Regions from separate parts of the Anas platyrhynchos genome. Here all the other regions are linked to region 1. The links are chromatin contacts, called in public Hi-C maps. All regions are on one chromosome and are shown on one strand. Each heading gives the region's core, a stretch centred on a gene start, on an enhancer-like site or on the middle of the called end of the contact. The rest is flanking DNA. Distances are from core to core; before and after follow the strand shown.

Region 1 (2,900 bases), core at 142-2,641:
TTTTTTTTTTTTTCTAGATCTCAAGTGACTTTTTTTTTTTCCCCCTCTGTAATGTCTTTAATTGGATATTATTTGTATGGGAACATGCATATAACATTTTAAAGAATAATCTAAAAGGTCTTGCAGCCTTGAACAGGTAGTGTTCCGCACACCAACCAATGATATCTTAGTGAAGACAGTATGTTAGTGGTTTGACAACAATTGCTGAATATGACCTTGTTAGCAAACAATAGTGCTGAGGGCATGCAGGGTTGTTCCTCATGTTGCAGACTGTTGTTGTATCAGCTTACCAAACAAACACTGTTGTAAGTGTCAGTTCAGGTGGCTAAAAACAGTGGAGACAGCTTTCTGATAAAAGCAGAACCAGTGCTCCTAGCTCTATTTGGATTTGTGTTTAGGGATTTACAGGTTCTTCTCAGGCCTTGCTAGAGAAAAATTAAGAAATTCTGTGTGAGTGTAAGTGATCTGTGTCTTATTTTACATTTTGCTTGTGGCCCCTCACCAGTAAAGATTTCAGATAATTTGTTCAGTCGGCTCAGCTCATGGCAGCGTAGCAAACTGGAACTTTTCTGTAGTTGTTTTATGCCATGAAAATCTGTTTCAAAATCACATTCTGCTGTGACTGCTGCGAGCAATGGAAAGTGTTTTCCTGCAGCTGTGTGCTCTGTGCCTTGCCGCTGCAGTCCTGTCAGCTGCCCGCATTGTGTTAGGGCGCGCTGACACCGGTGTCCCCACAGTGACTGGGCTGGGGGGGCTCCTTCAGGATCCAGCAGTGGAAAAGCTTCAGGATCTCCCCCTTGCTCTGCTTCGAGTCTTTTCCACTTCTCGTTTCACGTGAAAAAGTGCTTGCTTGGTATGGCAGAACTGCCAGAAAGGGGGTGCTTACACCGTATTTATTTTTTTTTTGGGTGGAGGGGGAAGGAGTGGAGGGAAGTTCATTGCCATCCTGGGGCAAGGAGAATGCTCATACCCCCAGAACTGCGTTTTCCTGGGAGCCTGTGGTCCTTGTCCCATTGCTACTGTGTCCCCCATTTCTGCTGTGTCCCTGCCTTACCCTCCCACATACTCTGTGCTTCCTCTGCACACAAGGCTCAGCTTGACCTTCCTGAGTTACCAACAGGCCCATTAACACGCCCAGCCACAAAGACCAGCTAATTACTGCGCCTGTGATTAGGTAACAGGTAACGAGCAACGAAGGAGCTCGCTCCCGAGCTCGGCCCCCTCGCAGGTCGCCTCACACCACCCGCGCCCTGGCCCTGACAGGATCTCGGGCACCAGGCGCTCACAGCCAGGCCTGAGAGGCGGCGGCCGCCCCCTGCTCTTCAAACACGCCGCCAGGCCCCGTGCAGAGGGAGGGAGGAGACGTGTCGGTAGGATGAAGGCTTCTGGCAGGGGCTGGGCGGCCATCTAGCGGCTGCCCTGCAGGCAGGCAGCCCTGGCAGAGGCGTTTCCTGAAGCACTGGGGGGCAGCGGGGGCTGCGCTGCTCCTGCTCGGGCGCGGGGCTGAGGGTCGGTAACGCGGTGGGCAAGGACCTGCTGCAGTGTGGTCTTGGTCTCATGCGGTATTTTGGTAAAGAAAGCAGCATGGTACAACATCAAATGTACACACAGAAAGGATTTGAAGTTGTTTATCAGGGGAGTTTTGGAGCTTCTGTTCTCGAAGTTACAGCATTCAACGTTTCTGTTAATGACCTGTAAGGAACCTGCAGTCATTGCTGATAAAGTTTTGGTTTCAGCCAGACAGGGAGAATAGGGAGATGCTGAAGAAGACAGGTAACGAATGCCAAACACAGGGCTCGCTAGGCAATCTGAGTGCAAGCATCAGACTACAGAGATGGAAAGGTTTCTTGTGACTGCATGGGGAGAAAGCCTCAAAGGCACGGTCTGCAGCATCCCGTCTGTAGTGCAGAGAGATAAATGGAAAGGGAAAGGATGTGGGATGCCAAGGACATGTCTCTGGGTGCATGTGGAGACAGAACTGTGCCCACTTCTGTGTTCTGAACTGCCTGGGAAGCGCAGTGGCTATGGCAATTTCCTTAGCTAATGTTAGCTTCGTTTCCATGAACATCATGGTAAGGTGTAAGAGCATCATGTGCTATATGCCGTAATTCATACTGAAGTGTGTGCATATACACCTGCACAGGTGTACAGTGTGACTTGCAGGTCACACAGGCACAATAAAACAGTTTGTGTTATTTTATATACCAAATATCCACAGAAGAGAAGGTCTGCAACTAAAGATGGATAAGTGTAACGTTTGCTGTTAGTGTTCTGTTGGAATCTCCTTCCTTGTAAACAAAAACAAAACTTCAGTGAGAAAAGGCACATCCAACTAATGAGAACAACTTTAATTAATGTGCCTAATTTTTGGTCTAGCTGAGAGGAGTGAACAGATCTTTCATAGTCCCGTTTGGTAAAATTTTGAATAAGCTTAGAGATTCCCAGGTGGCTGTCATTCTTTCGGGTTAATTAATTACTGGTAAAAAAAGACAGGTTTTATTTATTTATTTATTGATCGTGTCACATATATTCCTTATAGCATTGACTATGATCAGCATAGATTAATTTAAAAGACCTTAAATGAACTTAGTGACCCAAGATAAATCTATTTGTTTGGCCAGCTAATAGCTTTCTGCTCATATAATGACTCTGACCGTAGAGTTCCCTTGTTCTCCTGTGACACTTCCCACTGCCGTCAATGCACATTTCTTGTGTTCTAAAGAAGGTCACCAGCTTTTAAAAAAAAGCTGAAAGCATCAGAAAAAGAGAGACAAGAACAGAAGTAGCCATATGTATGCTGAAGCATGGTTTAAATTTTAGGGACAGATTTTTGATGGAAAACATGGCCAAAAATACAGGTGGAATATAGATAGAGTTCATGGAGTCTACAGTGAACTTGA
Region 2 (3,263 bases), core at 540-3,039, 80 kb before region 1:
ACAGACTGCTCCTTCACTTTAATATCTGTAGAAAAAAAACAAAACAGTAACATACAGCACAGATTCCCTACAAACCTCCCAGTTAGCTTTCTGTGTAGGTAAATCTTAGTTTAATTAGAAAATTCTGTAAACTTTATAGCAACATTTTAGCTTTTACAGGAAAACGGAATATGGCTTACATTGTTTTATATGTTAACTACAAAGAAAGCAATGTGATTTCATGCATGTGATTTTACCTAAAGGTAGTGCAAGTTTCACAAATTTCAAAGTAGCTGAGATGAATAAAAATTACTCAATTACTAAGTATTAAAATGGCAGGCCTATTTGCTAAATAAACTAAATTTAACTAAATGCTAGCATGTTTAAGCACACCAAGGTATATGGGACTAAATTCTTGGGAATTAATTCTTAAATGATGAATACATTGTGATCACAGAAGGTAAACCCGTACAGCTGATGGGCAGAGATTACATCACTCCCATGCAGGAACCTACTTTCGTTAGCACTTCCGTCCTGTCCCAATCAAAATTTAGACAATCTTCTCTTATGGGAAAAAGGGGGGAGGGGACAGGCAGGGAAGGAGGTCAGGTAAGACTGAACATCTGCAATTTTGTGAAACTCCAGTTGCCCACAATCTCTCCAAGAGACCATCAAATGTTATCTGTATTCAAATGCCTGAAAAATATCAGTGAAAACGATACATTTTAAAAGTATTGCTTAAGTTCATGATCAGCCCTTAAACCAAGGTAACCGAAGAGTGTGGTTTAAAATGCAAATCTCCAAGATTATTAGTGCCTAGTTTACCAAATTGCTTTTCTGTCAATGAAGTTGCTTTGAAATCAGAAGTGTATCAGCACTGATCTTTTTATATCGTTATTTGCTTACCTGGTACTCTAATCTAGTTGGATAAGCAATCAATACACAGACCAGAACAACCAAATTGCATTAAGGGACTGATTAGCTTAGGAATTAGCAGTTTTCAGCTGTGAGCTACAATGAGAGGTGGGTACTATGGTTGTCCCTGAAGCATGAGATTTGATTTCACTATTTCCAATTTTTTTCTCTCTTACTACTGCATAAAGAAATGAAACACAAAAAGGGAGCACACAGAATTAATTATATACAAAAATCTAAAGAATACTTAGTTTTAATGTATTACTGTTGGAATAATCCTTGTTTCAAACACTTTGGAAGTCATCCTTCTTTAAAACAATTAACAGAATTCTGGTATATAGACAAGTTTGAAAACAAACAACTTTCAAGGCATTGGAAAGTTTGATGTGCAGTGATGCTTACACATTTAAATTGTTTCCTGCTCAGGATTCCTCCAGTTACCTCAGAATTTGTTTTTACTTAAAATATTAATGTACTGAGAGTTCCCACCTGTGTCTGAAAGATGATACAGAAAAGTATGTATATATACAAATATATAAGCTCCATATATTTTGCACACTGGCAATTCCATGATCTTTAAGGATTTACCTAGACTAATAAAGTTACTCAGAAAATGGCTTTCAGCCTAGGATTGTTGGGTGGGATAAAGATCAGACAGCACCATGGGGGAGCCTGAGGATAGCACTCAGCTAGGAGCTGTGTCAGACCCAGGGTCAGCAAGAATTTTTACAATACTGAAGCTTCTCACATGACAATCACCTTTGCCAAAACACCACCAGATGAGGTAATTAGGAAAGGGAGTATCACCCCACCTCCCTGAAAGTCAAATGTGTTGAGCTCTAACTTAATTAAGTCAATAAAAGACAGCTGCTAGCCACTGCAATCTGACCTGGATCCCGAGCTAGATGTAGCTTAACATCACATTGATCTTTATAGCAACCAGAGGCCTCCTGCTCCTGTGACTTCTACAAAGGTGTAATTTCTTACAGATTTTCTGAAGAGGAATTAAGAAATTCATGGGCAGCGTAGCATGAACAGTGGCTGAACTGATTCTAAGTACACATACACTGGAGTTCCAATTTTGGTATATTTTTAAAGATCTCTGTTATCTAACCTCTGTTTAATCACAGACTTCATCTCATGCCTTTCACTATTGTATCTGGCCCCTGGTGATGACGATAGCTAAGGTACCAGGACAGCTGCTGCTTACCAAGCAAGCACAGTGTGTGCATTCCGTTCTGCCTGTTCTTCTTGATCTTGTCAAAAAAACTTTCTGGCTTCCATGTATCTGTCCAGAAAACTATAGAAACCGTCTCTCCAAAATTGTACAACTGTAAAAACAAAAAACATCCAATGACACACATCCACAGTCAATTCCAAAAATGCTATTAGTAGTACAGCACACAAAAAAAATATAAAAACAACAAATTGACAACACTGTGAAGTCCTGAGCATAGTGAAGAAGTTAGTTTTGGGAGTGCTCCTATGAGACACTTGTTTGGTCTCTCATAAATAAAACAAAACATTGCATTAAATAAACAAGATCTCTCACTCTATCTCTTGATTAGTTCTACTGCATTCCTTTTCACTCCCTTCTTTCTAAGAAAATCTGTAATTAGTGAACTGTTTTTTCTTCTTTGTAACATAGGCGTGTTGCTCTTTTAGTCTCCAAGCAGTAAAGCGTGTTAAAGACTGACTAATAAGCTACCCGTAACATTTTTACCTATCTTGGCATTTCCCTTTCCAATGTATGATAACTTTCAATCTACCTTCTATTCTTTGTTACTTAATTCTGAAGGCAAATTTGTCTTAGAGGCAAAAGCTCTAAGATTAGCACCAAAACTCTTATTTATTATTTCTTATTTTGGTTAAGGTAGGCAACTTCTGGTAAAGCTGTAATACTTAAAATGTTTTCCTAAGCTTTGATTCTACTGCCATGGTAGGATTTCTATTAAAACAGCACCTTCCTACAGACAGAAGCTGTGCCATGCAAAAGCAGTTACCGTCTAAAGAGATAGTTGAGATGGAGATCTGAAGACAGAGACAAATTGTACCTAAAGCAGAGAGGTGCAGAATTGTTTATATGCACGTAGGGTAAGAACACTGCCAGCAGGTTCTGTGTAAATGTGCTCGCTGCCTTTACTCATCCCTGACCTTGCTGAAGGCATTTGAAGCAATGCTCTTGCCAGTCATATCCAGTGATGCAAAACAGAAAATTAGATGTAACCTAAAGCAGAATTTGGCTTGAAAGTTTTTATAAAACAACTTGAAAATGGGCAAAAGCATGCGTCAATTTTGGTCAATTCAGCTCTGGAATGGGGCCAACCAAGATGGATTTTACAGCTTGCCAATGTTCTGCCTGCTCAAGC
Region 3 (3,018 bases), core at 516-3,015, 110 kb before region 1:
CTAACTGCAGGGTTGGGGTGCGGGGGTCAGCCTAATATAAGGCAGGGGTTTCTGGATCCTCCTGCTTTTGGAACTAAGTGGGAGCTCTTACAAAGCAGCTCCTACAAAGGCAGCCTTGATTTTCACCTCTTGAGCAGTATTCCCAATTCTCCAGACCTTTATAAATTGTAATGTCAGCGAGATCTACTGATCGCTGCATTCCATGGGCTGCACTTCAAATGATGTGTGATCCACACCTGTTCCTTCTCTCTACTAGCAAGATGGGTATGCACTGGATAAAAGATAAAGAATCTAAGCTTACTGCTAAGTAGTTATTCAACTACAAATATCAGGTGTTACTCCATTAGTATGTTCCAGGCTTTCAGCTGGAAACTCCGGTTAAATTGAATGATGCAGGACAGTCTTATCAATTAAAATTTTTGACAGACTGTTTTTTCACAGAAGCTTTGATTTTTCCAACCCCCCAAAGCTCATATATTGTGCTTGAAGATACGAATATAAATTACGTAGTCTAGAAAACCCTTCAACTTACCTCATTGTTGCCAGGTAAGATTGTTTTCTCCCCTGTTGTTTTTACAGGACAGTCGTTTGTGATCCTTGAATCTGATGGAGAGTAAAAGGAGTCTATAACTGAAGATCAACAGTTAGCCCACATGCTACCACCATCTTTCTGTAAATTACCGTTCCTGTTGATTACCAATTTATGTGCACATTCTTGGCAATTATCCAATCCCTTTTGCTATTGCTCGCTGAGTAATTATCTCCGCCTTTCAATGAAATCTCCAGGAACAAATTATTACATTAAACCAATTGCTTAGAAAGAAAACACAGCACTCCCCCCCACTACGGCAACATCTCTGTATTCTGTCCTTAGGGTCAGGCAGAGATGCAAGCAGATCTCCAGAACCTCACGCTCCATTACAAAGTTTACCAATCACCACTAAAATGCATCATTTGGCTACCATAGTCAAGCAAGTAGTCCTGCTAACAGATCTGTTCTGGCTCATCCCCTTCAAGCTTTCCTTCACACAGCTTACCAATTGCATCAGAGGCACATCTGGTGTTTTTGAACTACCTGGTCTGTCAGGTAGAGAAGGGAAGGCAAATACAAGTGTAAGCACAAAAAGGAAGCATGCACAAGATGCAGGACAGCAACCTAAGCAAGCTGCGTAAGTCTGAGTCCCAGTTTTATCCCTGACTTATTTTGTGATGCTAGCGAAGTCACTGAAGCTGTTTCCAGAAATTAATCACTGGTTTTGGTTGCTTCATTTCAGGTCATGCCTGACTGGTAAAGAGGATGGACGAGCAGCAGGAGCTGCTCAGCACTTCTTAACTCCAGCATATCTTGGCCGTATCTGCTTGGTCATACGTGATTTTGTAAAGGTGAGCCTCGTATAAAGGTGAGCCTCACAGAAAGGTGAGCCTCACATAAAGGTGCGCCTCACATAAAGGTGCGCCTCAACCGCTCTTCCCCCAGCTGCCACCCAGCCGTGACAGTCCCGCCGCTTTTACCAACCAAGTTACGAACCTGCAGCGTGCCGCTGCCCGCAAACATACCCCACCTGCAGCGAGCACCTCTTCAGACCCAGACGGAGGGAAATAAGAACGGTGAGCCGAGGCGCGGCGCTTCCACCCTGCTGTTTGAACAGAAATGACCCTGACAGGGGGCCGGCCCCCCCCGGCTGCGTCCCGCCAGGCCCCGCTGCAGGGCCCGGGCCGCGGCGCCAGCCCCGGCAGCGCGCGGGGTGCGCAGGCGCGGTGGGGCCGGAAGCGGGGCTGGGGAGGGGCGGGGAGCGCTGCGCCGCGCTGCCGGGCCCCGCCGGCCCCCTCCCGGCCCCGCCGTGCCCGGCCCGCACCGCCCCGCACCATGCTGCCCCTCTCCATCAAGGACGACGAGTACAAGCCGCCGCGCCTCAACCTGCTGCGGAAGGCGTCGGGCTGGTTCAGGTGAGGGCCGGGGAGGTGGGGGGGGGGGGGGGGTGAGGCCGGGGCTGTGGCCGAGGCCCCCGCCCTGACGCGCCGCGTGTCCCCGCGCAGGTCCATCCTGGCCGACAGGACCTCCCGCAACCTCTTCTTCTTCCTCTGCCTCAACCTCTCCTTCGCCTTCGTGGAGCTGCTCTACGGCATCTGGAGCAACAGGTACCGCCGGGGGGGGGGGAGGGAGGCTGCCACGTCTGCTGCCGGCCGGGCCGGGCCTGGGCTCGGCTCCGCTCCGCCAGAGCCCCCGGCGGGGTTGGCGGCTCCACAGGCGCCCGGCCTCGCAGGGAGCCCCGGGGGCTCTGCCCGCTTGCCACAGGGATCCTTTGGGGATGGCAGCTTGTAAGTGCTGGGTGGCATAACCGGCACTGCGCCGACTGTCCCGGCTCTGAGAGAAACGGGAATGAAAGCCTCCAGGTGTAGAAAAGCAGCATAAATCCGCAGAGGTGTAAAAGATGGAGGGACTTGGTTAAACTGCTGCTGAAAAAATCTGTAGTAAAACATAACCGGGACACGTGAAGGAACTGCTGTGTGGGGTTACAGGTAGAGAACAGGTAACGTGGCATCTTCATCACGTGCTTTGCTCTCAACAGAGGTGTTATTCTATGGTGACATTTATGAGTCCATACACACATCAGTTGACTGCCATGGGAATGTCTTAAGCCCAGCAATTTGTCCTTGTGCGTGGAACCAGAGATCCTTATCAAAAGCTGTAGTATGGGCACAGATTACTCAGACACTTGATTAAAAGTCCTAATGAGCAATGTCTGTTTGGAAACAGTTGCATCCTACTACTTACCATACTTTTCTAATTCTCTCAAATGGTACAATCAAGTCTTTAACACTGTTTACAGTAACAGCTACTGTAATGCTAGTGAGAACCCAGTGCTGTCTGCAGCACAGACTCTCTTGGCACTCTGCAGACTGTCTCAGATGTTCTTCTTCAAGGTTTGACTTTGTTGGTAAACTTCTGCAAATTGTGTGTGGACTATTGTATGCGTAGTCTGAGTAAGAGTATTTTTCTGAAAAGCTCAGGAGATG

The links. A called contact is a pair of places that touch in the nucleus more often than the background predicts.
Region 2: a Hi-C map of small yellow follicle shows a contact between it and region 1, with 3 times the contacts expected there. The contact joins two enhancer-like sites. A contact is called at or near these places in 2 of 8 Hi-C or Micro-C datasets (skeletal muscle and small yellow follicle).
Region 3: a Hi-C map of subcutaneous adipose tissue shows a contact between it and region 1, with 2.4 times the contacts expected there. The contact joins the promoter of EXTL2 here to the enhancer-like site in region 1. A contact is called at or near these places in 4 of 8 Hi-C or Micro-C datasets (liver, skeletal muscle, small yellow follicle and 1 more).

What each region holds. Positions count from the first base shown.
Region 1 is chr8:10,925,975-10,928,874 of IASCAAS_PekinDuck_T2T, forward strand. No RefSeq gene overlaps it. Among named protein-coding and RNA genes, the nearest start is that of S1PR1, 17 kb to the left of the region's middle. Within about 2 kb of position 1,392, at least 3 of the 8 cell types and tissues checked have an H3K27ac peak or open chromatin away from gene starts, as enhancers often do. A contact at or near this core is called in subcutaneous adipose tissue, where this site is marked.
Region 2 is chr8:10,845,517-10,848,779 of IASCAAS_PekinDuck_T2T, forward strand. DPH5 (diphthamide biosynthesis 5) reads right to left here. Exons shown (of 7, transcript XM_027462593.3): 4 at 2,105-2,225; 5 at 1-25. Among named protein-coding and RNA genes, the nearest start is that of DPH5, 15 kb to the right of the region's middle. Within about 2 kb of position 1,790, at least 1 of the 8 cell types and tissues checked has an H3K27ac peak or open chromatin away from gene starts, as enhancers often do.
Region 3 is chr8:10,810,808-10,813,825 of IASCAAS_PekinDuck_T2T, forward strand. It overlaps EXTL2 (exostosin like glycosyltransferase 2), which reads right to left and starts at 1,766. Exons shown (of 5, transcript XM_005018760.6): 1 at 1,563-1,766; 2 at 533-603. The coding sequence starts at 537. It overlaps SLC30A7 (solute carrier family 30 member 7), which reads left to right and starts at 1,770. Exons shown (of 11, transcript XM_027462589.3): 1 at 1,770-1,947; 2 at 2,038-2,139. The coding sequence starts at 1,868.